2 separate regions of the Danio rerio genome follow, and region 1 is linked to region 2. Evidence: chromatin contacts called from public Micro-C data. All regions are on one chromosome and are shown on one strand. The core of a region is the stretch at or near the end of the contact, and the rest is flanking DNA. Distances in the headings are between cores, read along the strand shown. Region 1 overlaps arhgap35a (Rho GTPase activating protein 35a). Region 2 overlaps arhgap35a (Rho GTPase activating protein 35a).

What was found. A called contact is a pair of places that touch in the nucleus more often than the background predicts.
Region 1: a contact with region 2 is called in a Micro-C map of caudal fin, with 3 times the contacts expected there. The contact joins two enhancer-like sites. A contact is called at or near these places in 2 of 18 Hi-C or Micro-C datasets (caudal fin and an unstated tissue).

Annotation. Positions count from the first base shown.
Region 1 is chr15:9,848,938-9,854,702 of GRCz12tu, reverse strand. The region is part of intron 1 of arhgap35a (Rho GTPase activating protein 35a); the gene reads left to right. Among named protein-coding and RNA genes, the nearest start is that of arhgap35a, 81 kb to the left of the region's middle. Within about 2 kb of position 2,667, at least 11 of the 62 cell types and tissues checked have an H3K27ac peak or open chromatin away from gene starts, as enhancers often do. A contact at or near this core is called in caudal fin, where this site is marked.
Region 2 is chr15:9,772,402-9,777,842 of GRCz12tu, reverse strand. arhgap35a (Rho GTPase activating protein 35a) reads left to right here. Exons shown (of 7, transcript XM_001343600.7): 6 at 373-478; 7 at 562-3,723. The coding sequence ends at 973. Among named protein-coding and RNA genes, the nearest start is that of npas1, 89 kb to the right of the region's middle. Within about 2 kb of position 1,617, at least 3 of the 62 cell types and tissues checked have an H3K27ac peak or open chromatin away from gene starts, as enhancers often do. A contact at or near this core is called in caudal fin, where this site is marked.

The sequences.
Region 1 (5,765 bases), core at 1,418-3,917, 76 kb before region 2:
TATGTTTTTGTTTCTGTCTGCTGTCGTTTGTTCCGTGTGTCCTCAAGCAGCTTTTTGGTCTAGATGGGACAAGACATAGTCAACTCAGGATCACAGTGTGTTCAGTTGGACTTATTCAGTTCATCTGATTTATTTAAAGGAATAGATAATTAATAACTTTACTCCAGATCACATCAGTCCAATCTTTGAGATTTCCAGTTTTTGAAATATCCAAAATGAAGATGGATTAAATTTTCCTTTCTAGATATTGTAAAAGTAATGCTCATATTGATCAAGCAGTAAAACATTCATAATATATATATATATATATATATATATATATATATATATATATATATATATATATATATATATATATATATATTTTTTTTTTTTTTTTCCCTAAGCAGTTAACCCTGTAAGACCAATTGGGTTTGGTTTCATGCTTTACATTGAATTCTTGGAGAAATGTTGCAGTTGAAAACAATGTAATTTTTTTCTGTTCAACTTTTTACATTCCTGTAGTTTAAAACATTTTTTTTAAATCTGCATAGTGTTTACCAGTGCTTTAAGCTCATGTGATTGACTGTACATATTTTAGTAGGGTTCTGAGAAAATGCCTGTGAAATTTCTGGGAATGCTAATGCATTATCTCTCTGGCCTAAACAAACACATTGCAATCCTGTTTGCAAAAAAATTGTGTTAGAGTTGTAATTTGTTTCTCAGGTATAACAGACAGGTTCTGCATATTAGTAGTAAGGCTGGACAGCTGCTCTTCTGAGGACTCTGAGGTTACTGCTGCCCATGGCTGAGTCAGTGCAGGCGGGATGGGGCTAATGGCATTCCCCGTCTGAATGCCCATTTAAAATGGATGAGCAAGCACAAAACCCTCCAACCTCTGGCTGCCTTGGGGCTGTTTTCGCATCTGCCAAAGGCAGAGGCGAGTCTGACCGAGCAAGAAAAACATATACATACTCCCTCTCCTGTTTGTGTGATCTCTCTCTCTGTCTCTATTTTGACAATTAGCCGTTACTTTGAGCAATTCATTTGAGAAAACAGTCATGTAAACTTTTAAAGAGACTGAAGAGAAGTTACACTAGATTACAGACAAGTTGTTTTTACTCTCCAAAGAGCGTAAGCTATTTTTACAGTTTTTTTTCCTATTTCAGATTAAATTTTAGCTGATAATTTTGTGCCGTAAACTCTCATTTAATGCAAGTCTTCCCCTATCCAATCTTGTACATGAATTTCATGTACATCACCATCAGTGATGGGAATAACGGAACTATAAATAAGCGGCCATACTTTTTTCAGTAATCAGTAACCAAATTATTTCCTGCGTTACAACACCATTGCCGTTGCTAACAATAAAATGTGCATTACTATAATTGAGAACCCTGACGTGGTTTGTGAGCAGTGTCTCTCTCAGCCATAGAACCTCTCTTTCTCTCCACTTCACCACCAGTGTGCAGCATCCACTTAGATGATGCGACAGCAGCCAGAGGACAACGCCGCCAGTGTGCTCACCACACGCCAGCTATTGGTGGAGTGGAGAGACGGTAATAGAGCCAATTCGGTGGATGAGGATGATTGGGAGGCCATGATGGGTAAGAGCCGATGGAGGGAATTTGGCCAGGACACCAAGGTTACTCCCTTACTCTTTACGAGAAGTGCTGTGGGATTTTTAAGGACCACAGAAAGTCAGGACACTGGTTTAACGACTCATCCTACCGTAGTGTCCCCCTCACTATATTGGGGCATTAGGACTCACACAGAGCACAGGTAGCGCACCCCTGCTGGCCTCACTAACACCACTTCCAATAGAAACCTAGTTTTTCAATGTGGTCTCACATCCAGGACTAACCAGGCTCAGCCCTGCTTACCTTCAGCGAGTAACCAGTCATGGGCTGCAGGATAATGTGGCTGTAGCGTCATCAGTTACTAACTCGGTTACTATTTGTGAGAAGAAAGTATAACTAACTGCTCTTTTAAAAGAATGTGTGCAACGCTAACCACATTACAATAAAAACTGTGTATGTGCTGGCTACTTTGATTGCAGACTTGAACATAGAAGCTAAGCCATTACTGATTCAGTATTGGTTCATTTGGATCCAGCAAGCCTTTGTAGCCAGAAAAAGTGACAAGAAAATGTTTCTGTACTTTTCATTTGCAGACTAAAACCAGTCATATAGAAAAACTGAGAACAACATTGGGATATAGTTTTTATTTCTGAGTAAGCTAATCCTTTAAAAGGGCAAAAAAAAAATTGATTCTTTGGTTTTTTTTTTTTTAAGCTGCCCTCTTTGAAGGAAACGAGCAGAAAAAAAATGCCCACAGCCATCTGCCAGTGCTGCAGGAACCTAGTTACTGTGGCAACAAGTTAAAAAAAGTTATCTCTAATTGACACCGTGGCAAGTTCAGGTGTTTTCATAGTTTGTTCTCACTCTCTAGAGAGCGAGTCAGATGTCTTGTGCTCGCTTAGCATTTGGTTTCCTTCTCTCTCCCTTTTACTTTCACCCTGATCATCTGTTTTCAGTTGTCTGTTGTCATAAATGCCCAGTTCTTGTCCTCTCTTTCTCGTCAAGAACTTCCGGCCCATGTTTTCCACTGTGTAATTAAACAGAAGGGGAAAGTGCACCATCATCCTCTATTGCTCCAGGAGCGAGCAGCATGTCTGGGCAAATATGAGACTTTTACAACACTCTTAAAGTGAACATGCCCTATTAGTGAACCGCTGCTGCTACCAAGCCCTGTTAACTCCCTGCCAGTTCATTGTTGTTTTTCGGTATGGTCTTCTCTCTTTCTCTCTATCTTGTTGGCTCATGTCAGTTGTGTAGAGATTAAAGTTTATAGGTTTATTACAATGTCATTAAAATGTAAATTACAGTATTGAGGCTTCTCTGTCGGGTTATCAGCAGAACTGCCAACTGACAGGAAGTACGAATCAACAGTCTGGCATGGAAATGAGGTTGATTATGTGCTTTAAAAGGGAGGGTCAAGGCAGTCAGGGAAACAACATGTACATAGATACAGTTGTCAACATTTAAAGCGGTTTCAAAATCTTTCATCAAAGTTGTCCTAAAACTATTAAATAAAGCCTATTCTTGCCTTAGGACAATTTCTTTGATTCATACTGTACATTCATTCATTTTCCTTCAGCTTAGTCTCTATTTCAGAGGTCAGACATCAACTATGTAAGTTTTACACAGCGGACACCCTTCCAGCCACAACCCAGTATTGGGAAACACCCATCCACACTCATTCACAGACACCCATACACCATGGCCAAATTAGTTTGTTATACTTATTCTCTTATATCTCATGCAAACTCCACACAGAAACGAGTGGAAACCAGAAACCAGTGACCTTGCTGTGAGGTGACAGTGCTAACCACTGTGCCACTCTAGGACAATTTTGAAAAACATATTTGATCCATTTCAAATGTTGACTTTTTTTTTAAAAGCAGTATTTCACATCAAAGTTTTCATCCAGTTTTTTTGGTCCAGTTTTTGTTGCCAACCAAAGCTGCTGGGATTTGTAGTATAGTATGTGAGATGATACCCCAACTGAGATGAGATGTTCGACAAATAAATCATAAATTTTACTTGTTTTAATAAATTAATGGCAATCCATTTGGCATGTTTATTATTTGGGCTCAATCCCTATTCTATTTTAACCCTACCCTCTTGGCCCTTGAAACAGGATTTAAATGGGAAGGACTTCAAATTTTACCCCTAAGAAATAGGACACCTCTACAACAACTGCACACGTCACCTGCCTTTGTAGATGGTGTATTTTAGGGAAAATTTTTGCACCCCTTGGTTTCGAGTGTGTTTTTGAAAAATCTTTGTTTCAAGGGCTGTCTAGCCCTTCCCCTTAGTCCTACATCTTCAATTCAGTTCAATTCACCTATATTTGTATAGCGCTTTTACAATGTTGATTGTCAAAGCAGCTTCACATAGAAGATTATAGTAAATTGAAACTCTGTAGTTCAGTTTTCAGTGTTTAAGTTCAGTTCAGTTTAGCTCAGTTCAGTGTGGTTTAATAATCACTACTGAGACTCCAAACACTGAAAAGCAAATCCATCAATGCGCAGCTCTACAAGATGCCGAACCATGCAAGCCAGTGGCGACAGCGGCGAGGAAAAAACTTTACCAATTGGCGAAAGTGAAGAATTAAAAAAACTCTAGAGAAACCTGGCTCAGTTGGGCATGACCATTTCTCCTATGGCCAAACAAGAATGCTGGACCTCGTCTGTCCTTGGAGCGTCACAGGAATCAGTCTCATACTCTCCACTCCTCCATGACCACCACAGCAGCTGCTCAGGATACGACCTGGTCCAGGATTATGAAAACCTTGCGATCATCTCGTCGCTGGTCTTGGATCGAATCAGTGGTGCTGCATAGTCTGAGGGCCTTGGGATGAGTATCCCCAGGTGGAAAAGAGAAGAAAGAGAATGATTAGCGTAGCTGCGGTTTATAAAAGATAGGCCTTCAATCTACTTTTGAACTGCGAGAGTGTGTCTGAGCCTCAGACATTATTAGCAGCATCTTCAAGCTAAGTAGAATTGGGACACCTCTACCTCTTCATATGAACGTGCAAAACGAGGGGTAGGGGTAAGTCACTGCCATTATGGTTCCAGGCACTTTTCATGACTATCATAAAAATAGAAGTGGCATTAGTTATTCATTCATGCAGATATTTTTTGCTTTGCTCTTCAAAGCACTCACGGGTAACACCTGTGATTAAATACAGTTGTAAATCCCAAAGACCAACTGTGTGAATGTAACCATAGAAATGTAGGATTTCCCACTCAAAGCATGCACACAGCGGGTCTTGTCATTTCTTTTAACTAGCGTCATAATCCAGCAGTGCAATAGCATATTTCTTGCCTACCTAAAAACAAGATATTTTAATGTTGTAATTTTATTTGAAAGGACCAGACAGGTTAAATAAGCAAGTATGTGTGCATGTGTGTGTTAGAGACTTTGACACGCTCTATCATTGCAAGAGCAGATGGTACATTTATAAGTGTAGCGTATGTGTGCAAGTACCATCTGTTTGAAAGAGAGTAACCCTTCTGTGCTGGTCTCCCATAGGTTATGCTATTTACATATAACACATGCTTGCTTTAAACACTTAAAATATAACATTGCACATAAACACACAGGGTTCCCACAGTTACAACCCTCCCAGAAATATCAGGATGATTAAAGGTCTGGAAAAGTGATGAGTCATGGAACTTAATACCTTATAATGCAAGAAATCATGGAGTCTTAAGACTGGCAGAAATTAGCAAATTGTCCTTTTTGCTATACATTTTTTGACTTTTACTATTTGAATTATTCTTTGAATTAATATACAGTAATCATTAACAACTAGAGAAGTTATGGAAATTCATTAGTTAAGGTAAGGGCGTACTCTCACTAGGTACAGTTGCCTTTAACCGTTCCGAAGCATGCTTGCCCCTTCCATTCTCCCCCGATTCGTTTGTATGACAGTTTGTGTTCATTGAAAAGTAAGGGTGCTTTCACACCTACACTTTTGTTTCGGAACGTATCTCGTTTGCCCAGTTAGCGTGGTTCGTTTGGCATATGTGAACAGGGCTCTGTTCCGCGCCAAAGTAATCGCTCCGAGATCGCTTGAATGAGGTGGTCTCGGCTTAATTGAGACGAACCCTGGAGCGGTTCGATTGTAGTGAGAAAGCGATCCGATCCAAGCGCGGTTATATCACAGTGTTTTATGGATATGTAATAGGCTTACGGCTATATGAAGAGAGAATTATG
Region 2 (5,441 bases), core at 368-2,867:
TATTATTTCATGGGAAAAGTAACTGTTTTACATTTTGGTTGAATTAGCAGCTAATTTGTATGTGATTATGTAAGACGTTCACCAATTAGCCAGGTTTTATCAGTCTAAGCATTGGGTAAAACACTTGTTTTTACTCTACAGAAAATTGTATTTGTGCTTTTGTTACTTTACAGAAATTAAAAGGACACAAGTTTTTAGATTTCCCATCAAGAGTGTTTTAAACTGTTTAAGTTTTGACTTTGACTGACCTCCTGTGTGTGCATTCGGTCACCCTCTAACCATACTTGTTGTGGGAAAAGTGAACACCTTTGAAGCATGAAGAAAATAAATGTGTTTGTGTCTCATTCTGTGTTCCCTCTCGGCCCCCTGCAGAAATCAATGATCGAGAGCATCGTCTCCACACCATGAAGGACGTGCTCCGCAGGTTCCCTCGAGAGAACTACGATGTCTTCAAATACGTCATCACTCACCTGAACAAGTGAGAATGAGAGCAACTCGCAATCTAACTCACTCCCATAACCACTTTCCGTTCTCATTATTCCTCTTTTTCGTTTTCCTCAGGGTGAGTCTAAACAGCCGACTGAACCTGATGACCAGCGAGAATCTGTCCATCTGTTTCTGGCCGACGTTAATGAGGCCGGATTTCACCACCATGGATGCTCTGACGGCCACGCGCACCTATCAGACAATCATCGAGACCTTTATCCACCAGTGTGCTTTCTTCTTCTACAATCAACCCTTCGCCGACACACCTAGCGGACTGCCGGGACAGCCCGCCTCACCCACAGCCACTTTGTCTTCTGGCTCCGCCTACTCTACCAGTTATGCCTCAATACAACCCGTAGCCCCGCCCTTTAGTCCCGCTCAACAATCCCCACCTCATTCTCCACCACCAACCCCTCAATCCCCAATCCAGAGCCTGCTGCCGCCTCTGCACCCCCATCACACCCCTACAGAACAACACATGCTGTGAACCTGGAGATTAGGAGGACAACTTTGGGAGCACTGAAAGAGATTAATTGAATGGAAGAAATATCCGAGATTGCACGGCCGTGCCAGACTTATCACAAGCGAAAGCAGTAGAGGAACAAGAAAGAAAGAGGTCAAGAGCTACGTCAACCACACTTCATCGCCCTCTTTCTGCATCATGCTACTCCGTAAATTGCAGCGCCGCTCTGCTCTTGGCCCTTTACGCTCCTCAAACACGCAGACAGCTGCACATGAAGTGTGGTTCACCCAATCCCAGATCTCCTATGGGTCCATGTGACTTGCAAACATCTCCAGCGGAGTCAGTTTGGGGACAAAAGGGGCTAAAACTCAACTCGTATTTGAGTGACCACTCTAGACAAGGTGGTCTATATATTCACCAGATTGTTGTCGTAGCTTTCGACCACTGTTCATTATCAAATTATGATTTGAAAACCCTTTTTTTTTCTTTTTTTTTGAAGCAGCAACACGACCACATTCCTACCCCTTATTTATCCTGTTTTGCTTGTAACGGCCTTTTAAAGAAAGACCAAAAAAAAAAAATCAATCGAAACTAGAACTTGACAAACTGGATCAAGTTTTGCTGGGAAGGATATATGTGTGTGGAATGCTTTCGCACAGCATTCTGGGATTTGAAGTTTTTTTCCTCTCACTCGATCCTCCAGAATATGCTGGAAGACTAACGCTTCTTTTACTGCAGAATGTCCTCACAACCACACAACCCCTCGATTTCCTGCTCCACGAGGATCTTCGGTGTCTGTTCATTTGGGAGTTGTATTGTTGTTGTTATGACATGTTTCAGGAAGTTTTGCTCCCCCCTTTCTAGCTAGACTTGTGGGCCATTTTTTTCTGCTGAGTTATGACTTGTAAGGGATGGGTTAAAGTGTATGGTTATTTAGAGGAGAGATATGACCATTAACCATGAAATGCGAGTTCTGGAAGGTAAAGGAAGGTTGCACTTGAGAAAACATTGTACCAATTCAGATGGAATACGTAAACTGTTGGTGAAATATAAGGTGGGATGGAAGTAACGGCTTATGGGGAAAGATAATGTCTTTAAGGCCAATTCACACCGCGCCAACAGACGCTGACCAATGACAACAATCTTTAGTTCTCGAAGTTTCAGTGTGATTCCTCTGTTGGCGTTGCTCAGAGCATGTTGTCGCTGATTGAACATGTTTAGACAACATTCATCAGTTCACAAAATGTCTGAGAAGTGGATTCCAGTAATCTGGTGATTGTTTGAATCAGTCAGTCTAGTGTGATTTGGCAGTTTATTGTGTGAAAACAGCATGTGGTGCGCTGATTGTATGCTAATTATTAGCTTGCAGCTAGTAGCTTTTTGTCAAGACTAACTAAATCAGTACTTCAGAGTTGATCTCCGAAGGGTGACATTGTTTATAAAATCCTACAAGTTTTTAAACGGGAAACAAAAACGGGACAGTTAATGTGACAACACTACCACCCAGTGGATAAAGCAGGTATTGCATGCCAATATTCAGCTCGTTTTCATCCTAATACTACATTTTTGTTTTGTTTTTGTCTAGAAAATGCTGGACGCATTTGAAAACACACAATTCACTTTGCAGCAGAAAGAAACAAAAAAAAAAATCAGACGTTAAATGGTTGCTTGTATCAATATTCCCCAGCACTTATTCTTTCTATTGCGTGAGTTTACTCACTCCAGATTGGTAATGGATCATTTTCTATGACCTGTGTTGATTTGAACTCAATCGAACAGTCTGTTTGTTGTGAGCCGTGATTTTCAAGAGAAGCAGATTTTGTCAAACTGTGAAACAATCACGTGTATGAAGATCAATGAATGTATCCACAGCAGATTTCACTTCATTTTTGTGCATATCTCTCCCTGTGATACTTGTTAATCCTAACTGCAATCGACCTGAACCTTTTTAGACGTAGGTCGGCATCTGCTCTGACTTCTGATTGGCTGTTTTTACTCAAACACTATGTCTTTTGCCCCCAGAGAGCAAAAGTAATGGTATATTTTGGGAAATCGGGAGCTGTGTGGCCTATACGCCCCTGGTACTTTGTGTATGAATGCTGCATTTCTCTGTATTTTCAGTGTATTCCTTCAGATCCGACTGTCCTTCGCAGCCAAAGACTGTGCTTTGAGAAAAATAAAAAAAGGCAGGGAGAGACAACGAAATGCGATATGACAAACGTGTATTAAAATGTGACATTGGTTCAGCAATCCTATTTGGCTGCATCACTTTATTTTGTTCTATGTTCATTTTCATTTTTGGTTTTCAACAATGGTGACAGATTAAGTTAAAGGAGAAAGGAGCAAAACTATATTCAGAATGGTTGTTTATTTGTACGTTAGGGGGTCTGACACTTTGCCCAGTAGTCAATGGTGATAGAGGAGATTTTCTTTTTATGTTTTTTTTTTTAATTATTAAAAAATGAGGCAACATTTTTAAAGTTTTTTTTTTTTTTTTTTTTTTTTTTTTTTGTGAATGGTGTAAAGGCCAACAATGATGTACTGCATGATTCAAGACCAGGTCAGAGAGAGGGGGTTACCACTCTCAGTATTAAAAATACAAAAGAAAGAAAAAAAAAAATTGTACAATGAAAAAAAAATACTGAAGTAAATGAAGTTACATTGACAAAAAACATGCCAAGAAGTTGGTAATTAGTCTCAATGGGAATGGTGTATAAACAGTAAGGCCTTCTGTGACCTGTATTATAGTTAATAAATCAATCTTGTAAAATGTGTCTCTTGTCTTTGCTTATGTTGCACAATGTCAATTTCACATTTAAATGTTTTTGATCACATAGTAAATAACTAACTAACTATATATATATATATATATATATATATATATATATATATATATATATATATATATATATATATATATATATATATATTTCATGAAAATATTTTTTCAACACATTTCTTAACAATAGTTTTAATAACTCATTTCTAATAACGGATTTATTTGATCTTTGTCATGATGACTTGAAATAATTTTGACTAGATGTTTTTCAAGACACTTCTATACAGCTAAAAAGTGGCATTTAAAGGCTTAACTAGGTTAATTAGGTTAACTAGGCAGGTTAGGGTAATTAGGCAAGTCATTGTATAACAATGGTTTGTTCTGTGGACTATCTAAAAAAAAATAGCTTAAAGGGGCTAATAATTTTGACCTTAAAATAGTTAATAAAAAAAGTAGTACACCCCTCACAAATCCATCGTTTAAATTCATATTTTAAATAGCAATCTATTCATAAGGTCATGATTCTCACTCATTAAATAATGTCTTCGTATAGTTTTTATTTTTGATTTGTCAGTGAAACAAAACATGTTTCGGCACAATGCCTTACTCAGTGTGTGACAATTCTCACTTTGCCCTTTTATCCCACAATCAATCAGATTACATCATTAGTTAGACAGCCACTCAATAATTAAAAACAATCTAATTTTCATTTCGGTATACTATAATTAACCACACAAGAAATATTTACCTTCACCTTTAAAAACATTATTTCACTGTAAAATAACATCAATTATCATCATTCACTTATTCATGTCAACGTCAATGCAATGAATTTCCGGCAGTTTAAAACATTTCACATTATTTGTGATGAAAAAATAAATAAATACAATTTTATATATATATATATATATATATATATATATATATATATATATATATATATATATATATATATATATATATATATATATATATATATATATATAGTTGAAATCAGAATAATTAGCCCCCTCTTTTTTTTATTTCCCAAATTATGTTTAAGAGAGCAAAGAAATTTTCACAGTATGTCTGATAATATTTTTTCTTCTGGAGAAAGTCGTATTTGTTTTATTTTTGGCTAGAATAAAAGCAGTTTTGAATTTTTTAAAAACTATTTTAGGGACAAAATTATTAGCCCCTTAAAGGTAATTTTTTCTTGATAGTCTACAGAACAAACCAACGTTACACAATAACTTGCCTAATTACCCTAACCCGCCTAATTACCCTAGTTAAGCCTTTAAATGTCACTTTAAGCTGTATAGAAGTGTCTTGATAAATATCTAGTCAAATATTATTTACTGTCATCAGGGCAAAGATAAATCAGTTATTAGAAATGAGTTATTAAAACTTGTATGAATAGAAATGTGTTGAAAAAAATCTCTCCGTTAAACAGAAATTGAGGGGGAAAATAATAAGGGGGCTAATAATTCTGACCTCAACTGTATATATATATATATATATATATATATATATATATATATATATATATATATATATATATATATATATATATATATATGTGTGGTGTGCATAAACTAAACTATGGTGTGTATTGTTTTTTTTTCTCACTTGTATAATATAGATTGAAAATTTAGGAAGATGGGTCTGTGCAAGTATGCATTTTCAAAAAAAAAGTAGTATTATGGATAGAACGGATATGGATAAAACAATGCT